4 separate regions of the Mus musculus genome follow, and all the other regions are linked to region 1. Evidence: chromatin contacts called from public promoter capture Hi-C data. All regions are on one chromosome and are shown on one strand. Each heading gives the region's core, a stretch centred on a gene start, on an enhancer-like site or on the middle of the called end of the contact. The rest is flanking DNA. Distances are from core to core; before and after follow the strand shown.

Region 1 (5,264 bases), core at 2,753-5,252:
CCAGCCGAGGCTCAGCCTATGAGACAGCGGGGAGGGGAATCAGCACACCTGTGTTTCTGCCCCGGTAGGTGTGTGCAAACATGAGTTGCTGCAAGCTGCTAAATTTTCAGTAACGTATTACATGGCAGAAAAGCTGACACCAAACTACACTTTCCACAGTGTCAGGAAGAAACTCTCAGGCTGGAAAAGCGAGACTGGAGGGACCAAGGAGACATGACACTACAGGTAACTTAGGCTAGAACAAGAAGAACATGAGGAAAAAGCAAAAGCCAACAAAAAAAAAAAAAAAAAAAAAAAAACCCACGTACTTAGAAAGCCCTCAAGTTCAGTCAACAGAACAGTAGGAAGGTGAACTGCTCTGTGGTGATAATCTCATGGTTTCATCTTCTATGTAAGACTCTGGCATAAGAAGCCAGGCAAGGGGTTTATGAAATCTCTATACAGTTTTTTATCTCTTTGATCAATCCCATCTTGCCTCAAAATAAAAAGCTATAATGTGTATATTTCCTAGGTCTGTTCACCAAAAGGTCCCAGAGGTATGATAATCTGGAACTAGTGATCACTCTGACTTTGGCATAACTGGTGTGGCACAAGGCCTGCTGAAACAAGCCCTGTGTGATGAGCAAGCCAGCAAGCCCCAGGAGCTGCAGGGAAGCCCACAAGCTGAAAAGCCAACCACATCACTCTATTCCGAGTCTTACATCTGAGACCCAGTAGATGAAATGCTGTACTTCCTGTCCAAACTAACAAGAGTGAGCTTAGGACACAGGAAGAGACAGTGTTACAATCAGAGTCCAAGGCAAAAAACAAAAAATCAAAAGCCCTGAAGCAGATATCTCCTCTTGAAGGGGTCTGGTCGGAAGAATTGGCTGTTTTGGTAACTCTCAGCCTCTTTGTTCTACCAAGCTTTCAACTGGCAGAATGAGGTCCTCCCTCATGCGGAGGGTAAACTGCTCACTCAGCCTGACTTGGTGTCACTCTTATCTGAAAACACCCAGAAAAGGTTAGCTCAGGGCCCGATCAAGCCAACAGAAGGCAAGAAAGTTATCAAAGATCAGAGGCTGTTTTGTCAAAAGAGCACAGAAGCAGCACAGGAGGACCCACTGGCCAAGGACAGAATGATTGGAGGATCAAAGAAATACCAGGCCCCTGATAAGATGGCTGGGGGAGGGGGGAGGTTTCGAGGCGGGGAAGGGAGGGGAGGGTGGAGGCAAGTGTGCCCAAGACTTGGACTCAATCCCCAGGACCAGCATGATAGGAGGAGGAAATGGGACCCCTGCTAATGGTCCTCTTCCCCACTACACAAGGGTGGGGGGGGGGAAGAGAGGGGGGAGGAGGAATTACTTTCTTAACTTGTCCTCAAGACAGTAAATAACAGAGGCTAGGGCTGTAGCTTAGTGGTAGAGTGCTTGCCTTTGCGTGCATGACGTCCTAGGTTCAATCCCCAGTACTGTCAGGGAAAAAACTGCAATTATACATGAATTCTTGAGTTCTGATCTCATAAAGATATTTCATGATCTGTTTTAAAAAATACTTATTTTAATGTGTATTGGTGTTATTCCTGCATTTGTGTATATGCACCATGTGTGTGCCTAGTGCCCACAGAGACCAGAAGAGGGTGTGGTAACCCCTGGAAAGAGAGTTACAGACAGCCCCGTGGGTGCTGAGAACTGTACCTGGGTCCTCTGCAAAAGTAACAAGTGCTATTAACTGATGAGCCATTGCTCCCGCCCCATAAAGATATTTAAAAAAAAAAAAAGACATATTTTTAAAGAGAAAATAAAAAATCAAAGAGGACAAAACTTTAAAATAATCCCAACATATGCAGAAACAAGTTCATTAAAAAAGTCACTATTTCCTCCCCAGTATAAGATGAACTGCAATCTAATCAAGTCTTCCTGGCTAACTGCCTTTTGAGACTATGGGAAAGATAAAGGCACACACCAAAGAAACCAGACAGATATAAAACCACACGCATCTAGAAGATAACAGGCCTGATATCTTCATTAGGTTAAACACAGGAAGTTAATAAAGGATGCATCGATGAAGTTCATATTAACAAAACATTGGCCATAAAAACTATATACGCTGTATGAACCTTGCCTGGTCCTGATTAAAAGAAGCCAACGCTAAGGACAGATTTCAGCATAGTACAGAATTTTGCTTAGAGGCATCTATCATGAGAAGATGACATCAGAACAACACTCGAAAGAAAACATCCCCACTTCATCAGATAGACCAATGGTTGCTAGGCAGAGTTAGGGTATATGGGAGTTTCCTTAAAGACATAATAAGAATAAAAAGATGGGAGGCCAGGGTTTTCCTGTTCAGAATTAAAGGGTCAGGTCTATGCTACTGGAACTTAGGACAGAAGGAAGCCGACACACTTTTAAGCCTTTCTTTTGCTATTTCCAGATCCACCCTCAAAATCCTGGACATAACCGCACGCTAGTGCTCAAAACACAACAAAACAGGGGACGTTCTTTTCACACTTAGGAGAAAATTCACTTGTCTCACTTCCTGTCTGTTTCCTCTTCTACTGCAATCTCCTAAAAAATATTTAGAAATACTCATGATAGATTTAGCCAGCAGAGCAGGATGTAAACACACGCATTCAATAACTGAATTCTTCAAAAATTAAAAATATGAGTAAGTGTACATCTCACACATATGTCCATCTCCTACCACTTTAATAGTGTCTATGTTTAACGTCATGAATTTTTAGAAAGGAAGGAATTTCTTAAATTTCTTATTAGAAATGTAGAGAAGGCAACACGGTTGCACTCACATAAACAAAACTGTGATGTTAACAATTACGGATTTCATGCTTATGTTTAAAAACAAAAATGGATATTCTTGCCAAATGCTATTCTAAAGTCTTTCGATTTGCTCGTTGTTAAAAGCATGCAAACTGACCAACTGACACCACGTTCTTCAGCTAAAATAACCAGGACTCCAAAGGATTCAGTCAGTTCCCAGCTCTCTGTATTTCCTCAACTCCAGGCAGGGCTGACAGCCATCTTTCACCTTTTCCAAGGAAAGAAAACTAACAAGGACATTGCAACTTACTTTTTGGATGGCTTCTTCCATGTCGAGCTCAAACTGCTCATTCTGCAGCACTCTGAGGAACCTCTGGCGTTCCACCTTCTCGTCGTTTTCATTTTGCACCACTTGGTTCTTGGCTTGCCTCTCTAACTTATTCATGACTTGTATGTTCAATGATTTGCGGAATTTTTCATCTACTAACTTCTGATGCTTTTCACTAAAGCTCAAAGCTCTCTTTTTGGTCGCCTACAAGTGCGAGGGGGAAAGGGAAATACACAGAATTCAATATTCTTCTTTCAAAAAGATACTGCTGAAAATCCCTATAATAAACACTATAAAATAGGTAACAGTATAAAAGGTCTTTGGCTTTAATTCAGGATATACTAATTAATATTTAAATATGATAATGTAAACTTAACGGCGTACTGATTGAGTACTACTAATAGTCCCTGTTTTGTAGTGGAAGCAGGAAAAGTTAAATTAAAATTCAACAGCGTCAGTGAGTGCGATGCGGATGCTCTCCAGCTGCAGCTTTACCACCAGAGAGTTGCCTTTCCCCCCACCCACAACAGAGCAGATTTAAAGATGTATCTATTTCGATGAGAGGGGGAAAGGTGCAGAAATGCCTGGAGTGTTCCTGGAAAAAAAAAAAAAAAAAAACCCAGAACCTTCTAGTAAGCAAATCGAAGTTTCTCACTGACCTCTCGGATTACGCACTTCAAATTGTATTTCAGAGAGCTCAAGACTACAAATAAACAGTTTGAAAGTCCCTGACCGACCCTTCCCCCGGCCTCCGAGCTGCTTACCATCTCGGTTGGCTTTAAACCTCCTCCTCCGGCAGGATGGGTCTCTGCCTCAGTTGCAAACGCGTCTTCCGGAGCAGCAGCCACGGCAGCGGATACCTGTGCACGCTGGGTTAAGTTTAAGCTGTGTCCCGGCAACCGCCAAAAATGCACCGCCCGCCCAAGAGGGACGCGGCCTCCCATTGGCTGGCACAATATCCAATCAGCACGGAGAGTCTTCGTTGCCAGGCAGGAGCGCTCCTTCCATAGGACCAAGCCAAAAGCGCGAAGTTCGGACGCTTTGCCCTAGCGGGAGCCGTTTACATCCGAAGGGAGCTAATCTCTGCGGTCTGGAGCCCAGCTAAAGCCCCAAGGAACCCCAATAAGCTCGGACTTGTCACTGCAGTGGACTGAGGGATGGTGCCCCTCTACCATCCTCAGTCGGTAGCAAGTTGCCTAACGTGGGTGCTGGGCCCTCCAAAAGAGCAGCAGGGCCCCCTACCGAGCCATTGCTCCATCCCTGATACACTCATTTTAGAGATGAAATATTTTGAGAACTTAGAGACACGGACGAGACCTATTTACTTACCTGGAACAGAAGCCACTGGATCGCTAGCGGAGTGTGAGACTGGAGAGCACGTGAAAACGGAACGGAACAGGTGTGGATGCATACTTGCAATCCCAGTGCTCTCTAAGGCCAGGACCACGTGCCGAGGGATGGCACCACCCACTGTGGTCTAGACCCCCCCCCCCATATTCATTAGTAACAATAATGATAATAGTCACCGCACGCCTTTAATCCCAGCACTTGGCAGGCAGATTTCTGAGATCGAGGCCAGCCTGGTCTACAGAGCCAGGACAGCCAGGTCTATACAGAGAAACTCTGTCTCAAAAAAAACAAAAAACCAAAAATAAATCATATATGAAACTGACTGTGGGGCAAAGCATATAATGCAAAGCATTCTTGGACTTAGGATGCAGCTAACAATCCCTTGGAACTCTACTAAGAATGTGGTTTGTGTAACTTTAAATTTTAGCTAATACATTAAAACCAAAAATTGTGTCTTGTGGAATATCATGGAACATCCTGGTGCATTGTATAATATTTAAATCAGTAAACATCAAAATATTTCTTTAGGGTTAAACAATCTTTTCCTCTGTGTGGTTTTTTTTTGTAATGTACAGCATATTACCATCCTACACCCCCACCTGGCTGTGCACCCCTGTACTTCTGACTATATTTTGCTAACTGCAGTCTAGCCCTTCGCCATTTCCCCCTGCCCTAGCCCCTGTCATCACCAATCTGCTTACAGTTTCTGTGAAATCAACATTGTTAAAGACTCTACGTGTTTTCACAATCATACTTTATCTTTTTTTCTTAAGAACTTTTTGAGATTTAACTTTACGTAAATAAAGTGTCTATGCGCCATTATGTGC
Region 2 (5,317 bases), core at 2,411-4,910, 490 kb after region 1:
ACAATCAGACTATACTGAGCACAAAGTCCCATGTGCTCTCTCCTGGAATTGTTTCCCCTGAACATTTGGTAAAAGGGAATAAACAGGGTTGCATTCAAGCCTACCTAGCCTGTTGACTTAAGGAATATGCAACTCTATTAAAAATGATTTTATACTATCTGTTACACTTCTTTTCAGATAATTCTACCACCTTGTATAATTTTCTTGGTTAATATTTCTGCTCGTTACAGTTTCTGAACTAAAGCTACTTGTGGCTATATATACAAATGGGTTCTGTGTGGGTGGTGGGTATACAGACAGCTGTTCATCAGCGCTAAGGAATGTAGAAGCTTTTGGGTGTTAATGAAATTTAGTGAAATGAAAGGCATAATGATTCATACCACATTTCTGGTTGTGGTGGTATACTCCTTTAACACCAGCCAGCACTTGGGAGGGAGAGAGAGGCAGATCTCTATGAGTTTGAGGCCAGCCTGGTCTACAGAGCTAGTTCTAAGCCAACCAAACTGTGAGACCCTGTCAAAATAAAACAAAGCTTAAAATGTCTGGAAGTACCCAGCAATTCCCTTTAAGTTCTTTTCCTAGACTTCACATTCTTTCTCTCCTGTAATTGACTTTTTTCCTTGTGACACTTATCATTTTTTTATAGTCAGTGGATTTTGTTGAAAAGTAATTCAGGCTTGATCCAGAGTTGCCCTGTTGATATGGTGCTCACGCACCTAACCTGCTTGCACAGGCTGTTCCCCAGCACCATGATCATGGGAAGAGTTGGGGGCCAGGCGATCAGAAGTTTGGCAGCCTAGTCTTCAAAAACCCTGTCAGAAAGAAAAGTAATTAAAACTTGAATAACGTTTCTTTGCTTACCACTGTTCTAAGCATTTTATATTCCAGTACGTTTTACCATTGCAAAAGCACAGTGAGGAAGCTGGGGTGTCCCCCCCCCCCAGTTTACAATAGCTGCACCTGAGGAATGGAGACGTTCCCATCATACAGAGTTGCTAGAGTTCCATCATACATCTGCTACAGAGTTGCAGTTTCAAGTGCTAGTTTACAGCACGTTTTTTTGAGCATTGTCTGTCTCATCAGGTTCTTTCTTTTCTTTCCCTTCTACCTACCTTCCTGTCCTTCAGAGATACTACACTCAGATTCTGCAGAACTGCAGTTATAGGAGGGTGTGCACCATTTTCCACATTTATTTGAATAGCCATTTATATAGCTTATTCTTCCTCTTTTTATATTTGGGCCAGGCTGGCCTCCAATGTGGGATCCTCCTAAACCTACTTGTCCAGTGTTGGAATTACAGACAGGTACTACCACACTGTGTGTGTGTGTGTGTGTGTGTGTGTGTGTGTGTGTGTATACAGGTAGCTGTGAGCCACCTCACATGGATGCATGGATATGGATTCTAGTCCTCTAGGAGATCTTCAAGTGCTCTTAACTACCAGTCAGTCTTTCCAGCCCTTTATCAAATTCCTTTATTTAACCATTTCAATTGGTATGTAAACTCTTATTTTGACAAATGTCTTATTACTCACAAATGAGCTTTAGGTTTTGACCCATTGAGAAATTGAGTTTTTACTCATTTTCAGTTTGCACAGTTTGTATGACAGTAAGTCCTATGCTCTGTGAAAACTGAATGTGACGTCTGTTATCCTCAGAGTACTTGTTCTGAAGCAGTACTGCTACTTAATGTTTAACAGACCATAAAAAGGATTTAATGTTTTATTCTGGGCACTCCCCATCTGTTTCAACAGAATGGCATGGTCCTCTTCTGATGGCTCTGTGTCTCTGTGTGTTTTCCTATGGTATGCAAAGTGTGCTCCTTTTCTACATTGTATACGTGTCAGTCAGGAAGCCAAGTGAGACAGTGCATTGCCATGTAGAGCTTTTCTTCCAATGCAGTGAAGTCTTGGTTGTTTCAGCTATTTTTTTAAAGCAATTTATTAGTGTGTGAACATGGCTGGTTCTGCAGAACTGTAGTTATAGGAGGGTGTGCACCATCATGTAGGTGCTAGAAACTGAGCCCAGGTCCTCTGCACGAGCAGCTGGTGCTCTTACTGTGAGCCATCTCTCTAGCCCCAGTGGTTTGCCATATCTAGTATACCATATTTGCAGATATCATAGGTAGGATGTGTAGAATAGCATGCTTTTGGTGCTCTGCTTACATGCTCCATTTTCATCACTGCTTATCATACAAGTTCCTGCATTTCTTAACAAGTTGTCCTCACCTTTTACTGAATGCAGTATGCAAATTTATATCACACAGAAAGTAAGCTGCCTGACTCATAGTGTTGTTTGTAGTTATCAAACTTTAGGGCCAATTAAATAGAATACATTACAGTTTGGACTTGAGGTTAAACTAAGCAAGAAGAGGAACTGAGACCTAAAAGAAGTTCAGTAACTTGCTCATGTGACACTACCAGGGCACAGCAGGCACTTGACCCTCACCACCCTGTTTATGACCAGATAGTAAGGGATGGTAGCAGCTCCATGGCGTTCTTTTTCTTCTCCCATTCTCACTGTCAGGAAACCTTGGTAATTAGTAATCATTCATTGTTCTCTAACTTACAGCATAATTCTTTTATGCTGTTTTGCTCCCATGTGGCTATATAACATAAATAGTCTTAGAATAGAACCTATCCCTGGCACTAAAATAAACGTCTAGAGTTCAAGACCATTGTTCTCTGAACAAATGGCATCTACCTTCTGATTCCGGGGTGCCAGAGAAACCAGACATCCATACTGACCTCGCCTGGTAAGATCATGGCCCAAATTAAAGAGCCAAATACAGAAAATTTGAGAAAGTTATTGAACAAGCAATGGTAACTTAATATTCTACTCATTTTATAATACAAGACATTTCTGAAAGGATCACTGATAATGATTTGATAGGAACAGAGTCAGTCTGTGAGAAGGAGGAGGAGGTTGTATAAATGTATAGTTACCAAGATTTGTTGATGCCAGAAGGAAACAAAGTGCCTAAAGTAACGGTGTTTGAGAATTTGCTCCTTTGTCAGCCTCTAGTCAAGTTTGTTGTTGATGGGCTGTTAGTTTACTTCTCTTGGCATTTGGGTTGTCAGCCTAGCCTTAAGAGCTTGGCCATCTTTCTAACTCCATATTTATTTATTTCCCCGTGGTTATGGGCAAGATGCTAGGGAACTTTAACTTACTAAATCATTTGTTACTTGAAAGCCACTAAATAAAATCCTTTAAGATATAAATATTATTTTATTATTTCAAAAAAATTAGACATTTATGACATTTTCTCTTGAAATGTAGCCAAATGACCATCTTAATCCACTATTCTGTTGGATGGCTATAAAAGTGAAACTATCTTTTCTACAAATTTAGTCATGTAGTTGAACAAGTGCAGAAACCTGAAGTGAGAAAGCACACGTAAGTTCTACTAAAGGGACAGTAGCCGTGCAACATGAGCAGTGGTTAATTGAGCACAGTGCTTTCTAAAACAGCTTAGAGATTGCAGATAGTTTTAACACAGAGAGTTAGGGCGATAGCTCCATTAGAGTGAGGGATGACAGCTTAAACACAGTGAAACAATTTAGAGAAGTGAAGCTTAAGTTTTGTGGCACATATAATGTGCACCTTTTTATGTTTTATACACGAGACATTGGAACTGTCTACTCACTTCCCCTTTCTGTGTGACTAAAGGCAAACTGTCTTTTATAAACTGCTGTCTCATCTACTTGGAGAAGAGAGAGCATGGATAATAGTTGGGTTGGGGTTGCTTGCATCTTGGATGACTTCATTTTGGACTTAAAAGTCACAAGAGGTCATGTCTAAGGAACTTTAAAATTAGCCCATCCTCGAGGTCCTGTGGAATTCTTGCCTAAGAAGCTGTTTGTAATCTATTGGCTGGTTAGAGTGGTAACAATACCTGGGGCTTTTAAAACACTGAGTTCTGCAGGGATTGTCTCTGTTTATCTGACTGCACACTTACTTGGCCTTTCCTTTGCTGAGGCCTCCTCTGTAGTAGCTGTGTGATGATTTGGTATGGAATGAACAAAAGGCGGGCGCAGAGAACCCAGCATCTGTGCTGTCGGCACTGAGTACATAAGCATCTTCAGTATAGCGGGCGATGTGCCTAGCACAGATGCTCATCAATAATGCTTAAAGCAAATTGTTGTGAAGAAATAGGCAAACATTTATTTAAAAGCCCTCTTTCTTTTTCGGGGGTGGGGGGATGCAAAAGCCTTTATTTACTTTAAGAAATATTTTTTATTTAATTTTTAAATTAGTCACTTTACATCCTGCTTACTGCCCCCCTCCTAGTCACCCCCTCCCACAATCCTTCCTCCATCCCCCTTCTATTCTGAGTTTTGCCCCCCCCCCCCAGAGGTATCTCCCCACCCCTGGCAATTCCAGTCTCTGGGAGGCTAAGTGCTTCCTCTCCCATTGAGCCAGAGAGGGCAGCCCAGCTAGAAGAACACATCCCAAATACAGGAATACACCCTCATTTTAAAAAAGAAACTGTTAGAATAAAAGCCCCCTTTTCTATAAGATTGAGCAAGTTGCTACCCAAATGAGGTCTATGATGGTAGATAGTGTTGACTTTAGGTCTTTCAGACAAGAATTTCCAAGTACTTTGTAAATGTTAATTAAACTGAGCAGGCCTGTGTGAGGTTCGTGTTACTGAAGTGATTTTCCTAGCAGAATGAACGAAGGCATTAATTGTACATGACTTGTATCTTGCCTAGTTAACTTAAAAGAGAGGCAAGAGTCAAGAGACTAATTTAATAATCAGATTTCCCAAGTCTCGGACCAGGTGTGTGGCTCTCTGATAGGAGTTGAATCCCTAGTACTGCCTAAAGAGTGTTCTGCTTTGTTTTGATCGTCTCAGGTCATGCTCAGTTATACCCAGTTGCATTGTACAGTTACTTGTTTTGTAAGGCAGCACCTGACATTTCTTCAGATGGTTAATAAGAGTCATAGTACATGGAATTGGCAATAGGTTTCATCCATAGGAGTAGAGGAGCAGCCTGTCCATCCACAAGTGTTAGGAAAACGACTTTTATACGTACCAAGGAGAAAGGAGTGCTTTGTGCAGAAGACTGTCATCAATTTAGATTTGTCTCCAAATGTTTGGATTTGACTGTCAGGATTTGTTTCTCTGAAAAGCAAATACAGGAAAAACTCACATGATTTATGCATTAAGATACTTTAAGTTTGAATACAATAATGTTGATAGAAGTAATTTTTAAATACTTATATATTTTTCTATGTTAATATCTAGGTTTATACCGGGTTTTGTGTGTTTGTATGTGTGTATCTTTGTGTGTTTATGTGTGTTTAAGTTTTAACT
Region 3 (5,234 bases), core at 953-3,452, 310 kb after region 1:
TCTGAGCAGCATGGTGGGTAGATTGTTTTGTTTTGAGACAGGGTTTCTCTGAGTGGCCCTGGCTGGCCCAGAACTTGCTCTGTAGAACGCAAATTCAGTGTGTTCTGAGTGCAGGGATTAAAGGCATGCACCATCACACCTGACACATAATAACTAGATTACAGGTGGTGTTCTTCTTACAAATAATCAGTTGAGGATGGTAGGTCAAATAATACTGCCCAATAGGTCCCAGTTCTGTTAGAAGTCTGTAGAACGAGCTTTCCTCCGGTGAGGAAGAGAAACACATTTGCTTCAAATTTGATGCCAAGACTTTGCAGTGAGGGATTTGAAGTCATTTGAAGAAGGGGACTGCAGAAAGAAGTTTTTTGAGGACCCAGAAAATGTCTGTGAATTATTCCTATCCGTTCCCGGGCTACCACGGAATGTCTCAGAAGATGATAAAATCCTCACTTTTCAAAAAGCACCCTCCAGGCAGGACTTTTTCTGTTGCTGGCCATGTTGTTGCTAGCCTGATCTTTTCTACTAATGCAGAAGCTAAAACTTGTTTTACAAATGTGAATGCTTAGGTTTAAAACACCCGAAAGGGAGACTTCACTCTCCCTCATATCCTTTATCTTCTTTCCTACCCTACTAGATTCAGTCAGACATAAAAGGCAGAAAGCCCCTCTCCCTTCCCCCAGAGTCTTTAACCTCAGCTCAAGCTCAGGGTAGTTGGCTTTCTCTTCCCTGGGACCTCGTCTGTTCCAGAAGGTTCTTCACTTAGCCAGTACACAGGTTTCTGGAGCCTTGCCTATCATAGGTTACATAGGCAAACATGTCTGAAAACCTCTGTCACAGCTTAGCCTCAAGTGGGGAGCCCACCCACAGCACTGTTTTGTACCTAATGGTGCTCCGTAGCACTGAAGCAGAAATATTGTAGTCAGAGCATGTGGAAATGGCTAGGACATAGGCATGGGAGAGGGTCTGAGAGTACAATTAGCGTTGACTAGATTATATATATATTTTATTATTAGATATTTTCTTTATTTACATTTCAAATGTTATCCCTCTTCCTGGTCTCCCTCTGAAATCCCCCTCCCCTTATTCCCTCCTTTATTATAATTCTTATAAAAACCACACAGTACTTACTAGATAACTCTACCTATAGTTTCTATGTGTACATTAGATTGAACGGAGAAGATGAGACGATAGGCAGATGGTCAAGTGGCTTTCTCTCATAGAATTTTCCCTTTAGTGCCTTTCAACGGTATCATTTTCCCACACCCCCTAAAAACTAAACCTTCTATATTTTCAGTTGGTTCTTTTAGTTTATTTTTATAACACTCCTTGAGACAGGGAGAGTAGCAGGATAGTTTTATTTAACTTGCCAAGAAGCAAGACACAAAGAGATGATCTGACTTGGCCACCATCCCAGAGGGCATCTATGGCAGAGCCAGGATGGTCTTTTAGTCCTCGGGGCTCTTGGGCTTTTGTTCTGATGTCTCTGCATATAATTGTTTTGATAGCAATTTCTCTGCTTCTCTCTCACTAGCCTAATCACGTGTGTCAATCATATTCAAGAACATCAAGGGCCTAAGGGTCAGCCACAGTCTCAAGAGAAACAGAATCAAAAGGAGAAAATAAGGCATTTTCTTTTTCAAATGTGTTTGTCAGTCGTGGACTCATAATCTGACAGGGTATGCAGGAGGAAGTTGAGGACCTCCGCCCTAGGCTGTAGCTAGAATAGGCTCTATTAGGCTTTCTGTCTACAGCTTAAACCAAGTGAGCAAGAACCCTCAAGGGGATCAATGGGTTCTCCACCCAGCCCCTGAAGAACCAGGAAGGAAGTCCTCTTTTCCTTCCTCTTCATAGATTCACCCCTGTAGCGTCCCTGTACAGTCTCGGGATGTACAAGTGTGGTGGAGAGCACGTGCAAACCTCCTACCCTTGGCCATCTTGCTCCACTTCACTTTCACTTTACAGAGCTGAATCCTGGGGCCCAGGAGCGCTGCGCCCAGGAAAAGGCCACTGGACACAAGGCGACCTCCGTGCTCGGACCCCGGAGTGCGCGTGCGCGCGGGCCTCGAGCCGCGCCCGCGCGGGGAAGCCCCGGGGCTAATCTCCTGCCACTCATCCTTGGGGACGCTGGCGCCCGGGCCACAGCGCCTGGAGCCTCGCGCCGGGGCCCAGCTGGGCCGCACGCGGAAGGACAAATAGTCCCGACGGCTGCTGCTCCGCGCGCCCCTCCGAGACCGCGCTCGCCCCGCCCGAGCAGCCCGGCCTCGGCCTCGGGCGGCGGGAAGTGGGCGGCCGCTCGACCCCCCGCTCCTCCCTCTGGGGCCTGGCGGGTGTACGAAGCTCCTCAGGGAAAAGTAATTGGATTCCGGGCTCAGCGCTGCCGGGAACGGCGGAAAGCCGCAGCTGAGGCTGCAGCGCGTGGGCGGAGGAGGGCGCGGCGGGGGAGGGAAGGGTGCAGACGCCGCTGGGCTCTCCCGCGCCCCGGCGACCTGGCCGGGGCAGGCTGCGGCGGAAAGCCGGCGGCCGCGGGGAAGGGCAAGCACGCTTGCCCCAGGGGCCCCCGAGTGCGACGTCCTCACGCCTTTCCCAGGCTCCACCTAGTCTGTGGAGCACACCTGGCTGATGACACCCGCCCAAAGAAACGTTTGGGAAAGCTGAAGTCTGTCAGCATCCCCCAGGGTTTCCCTCCAAGCTCTGATGTGCAGCTGAGGTGGAAGAAGAGCCTTTCTTTCATCCAGTATGCAAGTGGAGAATTCCTCTCCTTCACGAATGTCACAGGGAACACAGTAGGAAAGTACCTCAAGTCTTTCCTTTGGTGACAGACTCCCCCAAAGTTCCCTTTCCCCTGAGAAGATGGATCACAAGTGGGAGCCTTAAAGAGGGTTTATTGTTTTCTGCTTCTCCCCTCCTGAAATGGTAGGAAAGTTCCAGAACTTGTAAATGACTAACTTTGCAGCTCTTTTGTGGTATATGGGTTTTTTTTTTCTTTTTCTTTTTCTTTTAATTCCCTTTACTACATCTCACACAACTCACTAGGCTTTTATAGAGGAATTTCTCATGTACCAGGCTCTATTCTGCTTACCAGGGACATAACAGTGAATAAGCCCAAACGCTCTGGGCTCTTGGACTTTGTTACAGGCGATGAGACAGACACACCGTTGAGTGTCGTGTGATGTTAAGTGCTATGAAACAAACAATACTGCAGGGCAAAGGAGGCTACAGGTAGAAGACATGTGCAGTGTTAGCTTAGACGAGTTGATTTAGAGAGAGATTTCTGAGGAAGTGTGCTTACAGCAGGTCTGAATGAAAGAAATTAGACAAGCAAAACATACCTAGACAGGTAACTTCCCGGATTGAGGAAGGACAAATCCAAAGGCTCTGAAGCCCGGAAAAGTCGAGTGAACACTTAGCAAGTAGTGAGGAGGCCGACATGATCGCTGCTCTGAGCACCTACAGTTGGAAATGAGGGTAGAGGCTCAGGGCCATAGAGATCAATGGTATTAAGGGCCTCAGGTTGCTTTTAGATTTTGAAAATTTTTATGTATATAAGTGTTTTGCCTGAGCCGGGCAGTGGTGGTGCACACCTTTAATTCCAGCACTTGGGAGGCAGAGGCTGGCAGATTTCTGAGTTCTAGGCCAGCCTGGTCTACAGAGTGAGTTCCAGGACAGCCAGGGCTACACAGAGAAACCCTGTCTCGAAAAACCAAAAAAAAAAAAAAAAGTATTTTGCCTGAAGGCAATGTATATATGTACATGCAGAGGTCAGAAGAGAGTGTTGAAGCCCCTCAAACTCGAGTTATAGATAGTTGATTGAGTCACTATATAGGTCCTGGAAGCTGAACCTAGGTCCTCTGCAAAAGCAACGAGTACTCCCTACCCCGACCCCTGCTTTTAATGTGAAACTTTTGGAGAGTTTTATGCTCTGAGTTTCCAATCTCTCTCCTTCTCCATCAGACACTAGGATTGCCTTGGCTGGTCTGAAACTCTGCATATCAGGCTGGCCTTGAACTCACAGAGACCCCCCTGCTCCTGCCTCCTGAGCACCGGGATTAAGGTGTGTGCCCCCATGCCTAGCTGTTGTGGTTGTTTACCTCAACTTTAGTTCATCACCATTCTAACATATCCTACCTTCTCCGTGATTGCAACAGGTCAAAAACTAATCTTGCTGTCTTTGTAAAATTTATATAACTCCTTTCTCAATAATACCAGCTCGATCTATGCCACCCACACTAAAATGTTTGTCATTGTCAACGCACTATTTCTTCTTCCTTATTTTACCTGGCCTGTTGTTAGGACCTTTAGTGTATCACCAGAAGTACCTCATATCAAATTCCTTCGTGTATCTCCACTTCATGCTTTTTGCCTAAGACCTTGAACATTGCCAGCCAGGATCAGTTCAACCGTCTTTTTATGGTCTCTCCGACTCCCTTTTCTCTCTGTTCCAATGTAACTTGCCAGAATAATTGCTCACTTTTAGCACATCTCTTCATGCCCAGATAGCTTTATGGGTATATTTTCTCTTGCATTAAATTTAAACTCTGGTGACTGACTTTCAAGCTTGTCCTCCAGTCGGGGTTCTTTCTGTCTTTGACCCACTCTTCAGCCTGTCTCCTCAGTAGGTTAGATGTGCCCACCAAGTACCTTCCTGTTCATTTACTTCTTTGTATGTGTCTATGCATCTACCCTTACGTAACCTAGCATTTAACTCATTTGGATGTTATAAATGATGGAAATATAACTTAAATTTGCTTAGATAGGAAGAGGAATCTTATTGGCTTCTGATCCTACAGTGAAATACCCGAGACTGCCTAACCTAAGTGGTTCTCAACTTTCCTAATGCTGCAACCCTTTATAGATTCCTCCTGTTGTGGTGACCCCCAACCATACATTTTTTTTGTTGCTGCTTTGTAACTGTAATTTTGCTAGTGTTATGAATTGTAATGTAAATATCTGGTATGCAGGATATTTGATGTTTGAACTCTGTAAAAGGATTGTTTGACATCCCCCCCCCCCCCACACACACACAAAGGGTTATGACCCACAGGTTGAGAATCACTGGTCTAACTGCTTAAGAACAGAAGTTGTTGACCAGGCGTAGTGGCGCATGCCTTTAATCCCAGCACTCTGGAGGCAGAGGCAGGCGGATTTCTGAGTTCGAGGCCAGCCTGGTCTACAAAGTGAGGTCCAGGACAGCCAGGGCTATACAGAGAAACCCTGTCTCGAAAAACCAAAAAAAC
Region 4 (5,122 bases), core at 2,105-4,604, 350 kb after region 1:
GAGACTAAGCAGTATTTGTTATTGTTCTGGAGGCTGGGAAGTCAAAGATCAAAGTACCAGTGTGTGGCAAGGGCTTTCTTTCTACATCATCAGGTGCCTAGATGTAAGGAGAGTGTGGGCAGGAGGTTAGTTGTATGGCATCAATCCTTTTAGACATTAATCTTTTCACATGAGTGGAGCCCTTATGGCCTGACTATTTCTCTATAGACCTCAGCTCCTGCACGTGGATACATTCTAGCATGGGCCTTGGTGGACGTGGACTAAGTCAGACCAAACAAGCTCAATAATAGAATTGACTAGTGAGGCCTTGCATGTTACATTTTCTTTGTGGGGTAATAAAATTTTAGTTTAGCTTCTTTCATTTATATAAGTCTATCAGATTTTCTTTTTTTAAAGTCACATTTTGGTACCGGGGCTAGCTTTGTTCCTGTTAGGAAAGCATTCAATTACTGTGTTAGACACCAGTAATGTATCGTCCTCTACCATCCTGTAAGGAGGGTTTTTTTTTCCATTATTGTCATGAAATTATTTATAATGTTGCATTACCTTTTTAGTTGGGGTTAAGTTCTAGAGTCATGCTTTCCTTCCAGTATTAGTGATTGTGTTTCATTGAGGTAAGCTTTCTTTGTTTTGAGATAGGTCTCATGTAGTCAAGGATGACTGTAAGCTCATGCTTGCTGTTACTAAGGAGAGTTGGGTTAACAGCTCTCGCTGCTGTGACTTAAGTTACGGTTATGTGTATATGGTCATTTCTAACGTTAATCATTCTGTGGTGTGTATAGATATTTCCTTCATCTCTCTTTCCTCCTAGCCCCCAAATTTCCTCTTAATGTAGGTAATGATTGTCTTTATATCATTGGTCGTAAAATAAAATTTTTTTAAAGATTTATTTATTTATTATATCTAAGTACACTGTAGCTGTCTTCAGATGCACCAGAAGAGGGAGTCAGATCTCATTACGGATGGTTGTGAGCCACCATGTGGTTGCTGGGATTTGAACTCTGGACCTTCAGAAGAGCAGTGGGGTGCTTTTTACCCACTGAGCCATCTCACCAGCCCTGGTCGAAAAATTTAACCTTTACATTTAAGGATAGTTTTGCTGGGTTTACAATCTAGATTCTTTTTTCTTTGTTAGCATTTAAAGATTTCTGAAAATATTATATTTTGGCTTATTTTTTTGTTTTTGTTTTTGTTTTTTAACAGTAACTCAGTAGTGATTCTTTGTATATAGTCTTTTTTATATAAGGGATATTTTCTTCTTGTGGCTTCTAAAAGATTTCATAGTTTTCTGTAATTTGATTATGAGATTCTTATGTATATTTGATGGTTATACTTACACAGATCTTCCACTCCCACCCCCACCCCCCTGCCAAAACAGGGTTTCTCTGTATAGCCCTGACTGTTGTGGAACTTTCCCTGTAGATCAGGCTGGCCTCAAACCATCTACCACTGCCTTTGGAGTACTGGGGTGGGATAAAAGGCATGTGCCACCACTTGAGGGGTGTGTGTAGAGGCAGGGGGTGGCCTCTAGGTATCTTTAAATGCCCTTATTCCCTATCCTTTTTGCTAGGACAGTAAGGTTCTAATGTGGGAATTGTTTCTGAGGTAACAAAACCTTTTTTTTCCCCTCAATGTTTTGCCCTACAATTTTAAAAACATTATATCTTTTGTTTTTATTTATTTTGAGACAAGCTCTCTCTCACTGTCAAGGTGAATGCTATAGTTTGGATTTAAAAAGATTTGTTATTATTTATATGCATGTGCTTCAAAAACCCATGGCAGGCCTAAGCTAAGCTCTACATCCCCTGGACTGAAGCTTACGGTGTCTCTAGAACTCTGTCTACACTGCAGCTGCTTTGCTGCTGCTTTGTCCTGAGGTTGGGGTCAGAGGTGTGTCAGGTGCTGATATTTTCTTCTACCTTGTCCAATACAGAAACTTTATAACCTAGATAATGTTATTTTATTTTTCAAATCGCATTTTTTGGTCATTTTAAAAGCCCTCCCCATTTTTCCTTTGGCTTTTTTTTTTTTTTTTTTTTTTTAAGTGAGTGGTTTGCAGTAGTTTTCTAGTCTTTGTTTAGTAATCCCACCTTTTAATTTTATGCCAATTTTTATTTACAGGTTTTTTTTTTTTTTTTTTTTTTTTTTTTTGCTTATTTTTTGTCTTTTTGTTTTTTGGTCTTGCTAATGTACATAGCTAGCAAATTTTTATTTCCTTGCCTTTGGGTTTTTTTTCTAAATACTAAAACGAACAAACAAACAAATGCTTCATTGTAAAGTATAGCTTTAGACTGCTGGTGTACAATTTCAATCCTCTTTCCACCTACTTTTCTCTCTGTGAAAAGGAAAGCCAGAGCTGGGCGTGGTGGCGCACACCTTTGATCCCAGCACTCGGGAGGCAGAGGCAGGCGGATTTCTGAGTTCAAGGCCAGCCTGGTCTACAAAGTGAGTTCCAGGACAGCCAGGGTTATACAGAGAAACTCTGTCTCGAAAAACCAAAAAAAAAAAAACTTTATAATATCTCATGGCATTATTCTCTCCTAGTGTACCTGAGTCTGTGTCAGTTGGCCATTGTACTTTCCCTGCTCTTGGTCTAAAAAGAAAAATGCTATTAACCCAAAAGGCTATTAATTAAGCTTGAAGGACAGCCTGCTTTTATTGGAAGCTGCTTTGCAGGAAACTCTCTAATGGTATGTCTAAAGGCAAACCATTTTGAATCCCCAGAAATAGGGAAAGACAGAACTTTGGATTCTGGGTGTTGTGAATGTTACACTATTGAGTGTTTAGATTTTGTTCTTTGTTTAAGACTCTAGAGCTTTTTTCTGGCAGGAAATTCAGTCATTAGAGATCATTTGTATTCCTTCATGGTTGTTTTAAAGCATTTCTCAGGGTTAGGTAGTGGTTTTCAACCTGTGGGTCGAGATTCCCCTGGGGGTCATAACAACCCTTTCACCTGGGTCACCTAAGACCATTGGAAAACACAGTTATTTACATTATGATTCATAACAGTAGCAAAATTGCAGTTATGATGTCGCAATGAAAATACTTTTATGGTTGATGTTACCACAACATAAAGAACTGTGCTAAAGGGTCACAGTGTTAGGAAGGTTGAGAAACACAGTTCTAGGGTAACTTTGGTTCTTAGAATAATTTAGCCATATTAGTTACTTGGTGTAACTAACACTCTTGAGATTCTTTAGAGTGCTTTGGCTTTTCAACATTTATTGCACGTATATACTGCTTCAGACTTAAAATATCTCACAGTTCCTCTTTAGTTTTAGCCTGCTATTGTGGAGTGTCACCATATACTTGTAGGATTTGCCATTAGTAACACACATGTGGGTTAGCCTTGAAGATGTCTAGAGATAACTTCTCTAAATAGCTTCCCTTTCTCAACCAGTGCCCTAGGAATTGCAGCTGCTGTTGCCTCCCAGAACCCCATTCTGTTCTGTTTCCTTGGGTCAGAGACCACCTTGTGCATACTGATCTACAGATTATTTCCACACAGGAAATGAAAATGATGGTATTGTTTACATTGTTTCTCTTTTTATAGTTTTATAGTTTGTTTTCCAGTGTTGGAAAAGAGGCATTTGATAGGTGTTTTTCATTTTTCTAATTGCTTTTCAGGGGAAGGCTAATTTAGTGCCAATTACTGAAATTGGCTTAAATCAGAAATCTTCTTTTCTTGTTATTAGAAAGGTAAATTTGGCTGAAAAACTATATATGATAGTAAGAAAGGAATCATGATACTTGAATGTGGGCAGTACCAATGAGCCAGGACAGACACCTACTGTCTGGTTAGGTAGTACATTGCAGTGTAAGTTATGTTCTTGGGGGATCGTGGTGAGAGACTGCATAAACCATCAGGATCTGTAACGACACCATAACTCCCAAACACCAGAAAGGTTCTACCTTTCTTCCCACACTTTCAAGAACAGAAAGCCTAGAATATGAGAATTTCTTAACTTCATAGCAGTTTTTGCATAAGATTCAGTTTTAAACAAACAAAATATGAACAGATGGGATTCCTGAGCTGTCCTGATAAGTAAAAGTGATTACCAATGCCATAGTAAGTACTTGTGGTGTTTTGTGTGCATGCAGGGAGGTGAAGTCTTGTTTGCTCGGGTGCAGACTCCTTAGAGTGAGTGAGGCCTGAAGTGACAGCAGAGAACAGTTCTCAGGCCTCTGTTGTAGAACATCCCCAACTTCATCCTTGCTGTTGATTCACCCACCTTTGCTGTTATCAAAATTCTTCCCACAGAGAAACTGCAGCCTGTAAGAAACAGATGAAAGCCAAAGTCAGGTTACTTTTAACTGATTTTCTTTGTTTGATTCTCTTGAATCCAGTGAGGTTTTAAAAGAGAAAGAATATAATTTTATGATATCTGTTTCTTCTTTGTGACACAGGACAGGTCTCATGTATCTCAGGCTGGCTTCAGACTTGCTGTGTGGCTGAGTAAGACCTTGAACTTCTGATTCTCCTTTCTCAACTGCTAGGACTACAAGCCTGATTTAAGTAGTGCTAAAGCTCAAACCCAGAGTTTTCTGCTTAGTAAGACAGCACTCTAAGTTACATCCCTAACTCCAAGCTTAAGATTTCTACAAGAGATCATGTTATAGCACTCTGAAAAGGCAAAAAAACAATTGTTAACTTGGAGTAGTACGGCTGAAATCTCACATTTTATCCTTAGTCATTTTATTAAATTACTTTTAAGTTTTTCCTTAGGTTTTCAGGTGTTCTCAGCTACTTATCTCAATAGATGTTGCAGTAGCCTGTGCTCTAATGAAGTGCAATTTACATATATATATCTTAATATTGTTATGAATATGTATTATACAATTTAAATCTCAATAATTTAAATAGAAGTTTTACCAAAAATTATGATCCAGTTTTCTATTTATCACTAAAATGTAAATTTCTCTTTTATCTCTTTGTTTTATTTAGTAATTATTCAAAGCATAAAGAATACACAGGCATTCAGTAGGTTTATATTTTAATTTTATTATTATTATTATTTGGGTTTTCTAGACAGGGTTTCTTTGTGTACCCTGGCTGTCTTGGAACTCACTCTGTAGACCAGGCTGGCCTTGAACTCAGAAATCCGCCTGCCTCTGCCTCCCA

What was found. Promoter capture Hi-C pulls out the DNA fragments that hold promoters and counts their contacts.
Region 2: a contact with region 1 is called in a promoter capture Hi-C map of pre-B cells, with 2.6 times the contacts expected there. The contact joins the enhancer-like site here to the promoter of Mns1 in region 1. A contact is called at or near these places in 10 of 39 promoter capture datasets (the 3T3-L1 cell line, 3T3-L1-derived adipocytes, the C10 cell line and 6 more) and 1 of 115 datasets of contacts at active chromatin or transcription factors (double positive thymocytes).
Region 3: a promoter capture Hi-C map of embryonic stem cells shows a contact between it and region 1, with 2.2 times the contacts expected there. The contact joins the enhancer-like site here to the promoter of Mns1 in region 1. A contact is called at or near these places in 10 of 39 promoter capture datasets (the C10 cell line, the HPC-7 cell line, cranial neural crest and 5 more) and 5 of 115 datasets of contacts at active chromatin or transcription factors (cardiomyocytes, double positive thymocytes, embryonic stem cells and 2 more).
Region 4: a promoter capture Hi-C map of the HPC-7 cell line shows a contact between it and region 1. The contact joins the enhancer-like site here to the promoter of Mns1 in region 1. A contact is called at or near these places in 3 of 39 promoter capture datasets (the C10 cell line, the HPC-7 cell line and macrophages), 2 of 115 datasets of contacts at active chromatin or transcription factors (the SCID.adh cell line and pancreatic cancer cells) and 2 of 9 other capture datasets (embryonic stem cells and macrophages).

What each region holds. Positions count from the first base shown.
Region 1 is chr9:72,437,267-72,442,530 of GRCm38.p6, reverse strand. Mns1 (meiosis-specific nuclear structural protein 1) reads right to left here and starts at 4,002. Exons shown (of 10, transcript NM_008613.3): 1 at 3,852-4,002; 2 at 3,070-3,291. The coding sequence starts at 3,854.
Region 2 is chr9:71,949,789-71,955,105 of GRCm38.p6, reverse strand. All of the region lies in intron 5 of Tcf12 (transcription factor 12), which reads left to right. Among named protein-coding and RNA genes, the nearest start is that of Tcf12, 160 kb to the left of the region's middle. Within about 2 kb of position 3,660, at least 92 of the 459 cell types and tissues checked have an H3K27ac peak or open chromatin away from gene starts, as enhancers often do. A contact at or near this core is called in the HPC-7 cell line and pre-B cells, where this site is marked.
Region 3 is chr9:72,130,234-72,135,467 of GRCm38.p6, reverse strand. No RefSeq gene overlaps it. Among named protein-coding and RNA genes, the nearest start is that of Tcf12, 21 kb to the right of the region's middle. Within about 2 kb of position 2,202, at least 339 of the 459 cell types and tissues checked have an H3K27ac peak or open chromatin away from gene starts, as enhancers often do. A contact at or near this core is called in the HPC-7 cell line, cardiomyocytes, double positive thymocytes and 5 more, where this site is marked.
Region 4 is chr9:72,087,318-72,092,439 of GRCm38.p6, reverse strand. The region is part of intron 3 of Tcf12 (transcription factor 12); the gene reads left to right. Among named protein-coding and RNA genes, the nearest start is that of Tcf12, 22 kb to the left of the region's middle. Within about 2 kb of position 3,354, at least 58 of the 459 cell types and tissues checked have an H3K27ac peak or open chromatin away from gene starts, as enhancers often do. A contact at or near this core is called in the HPC-7 cell line and the SCID.adh cell line, where this site is marked.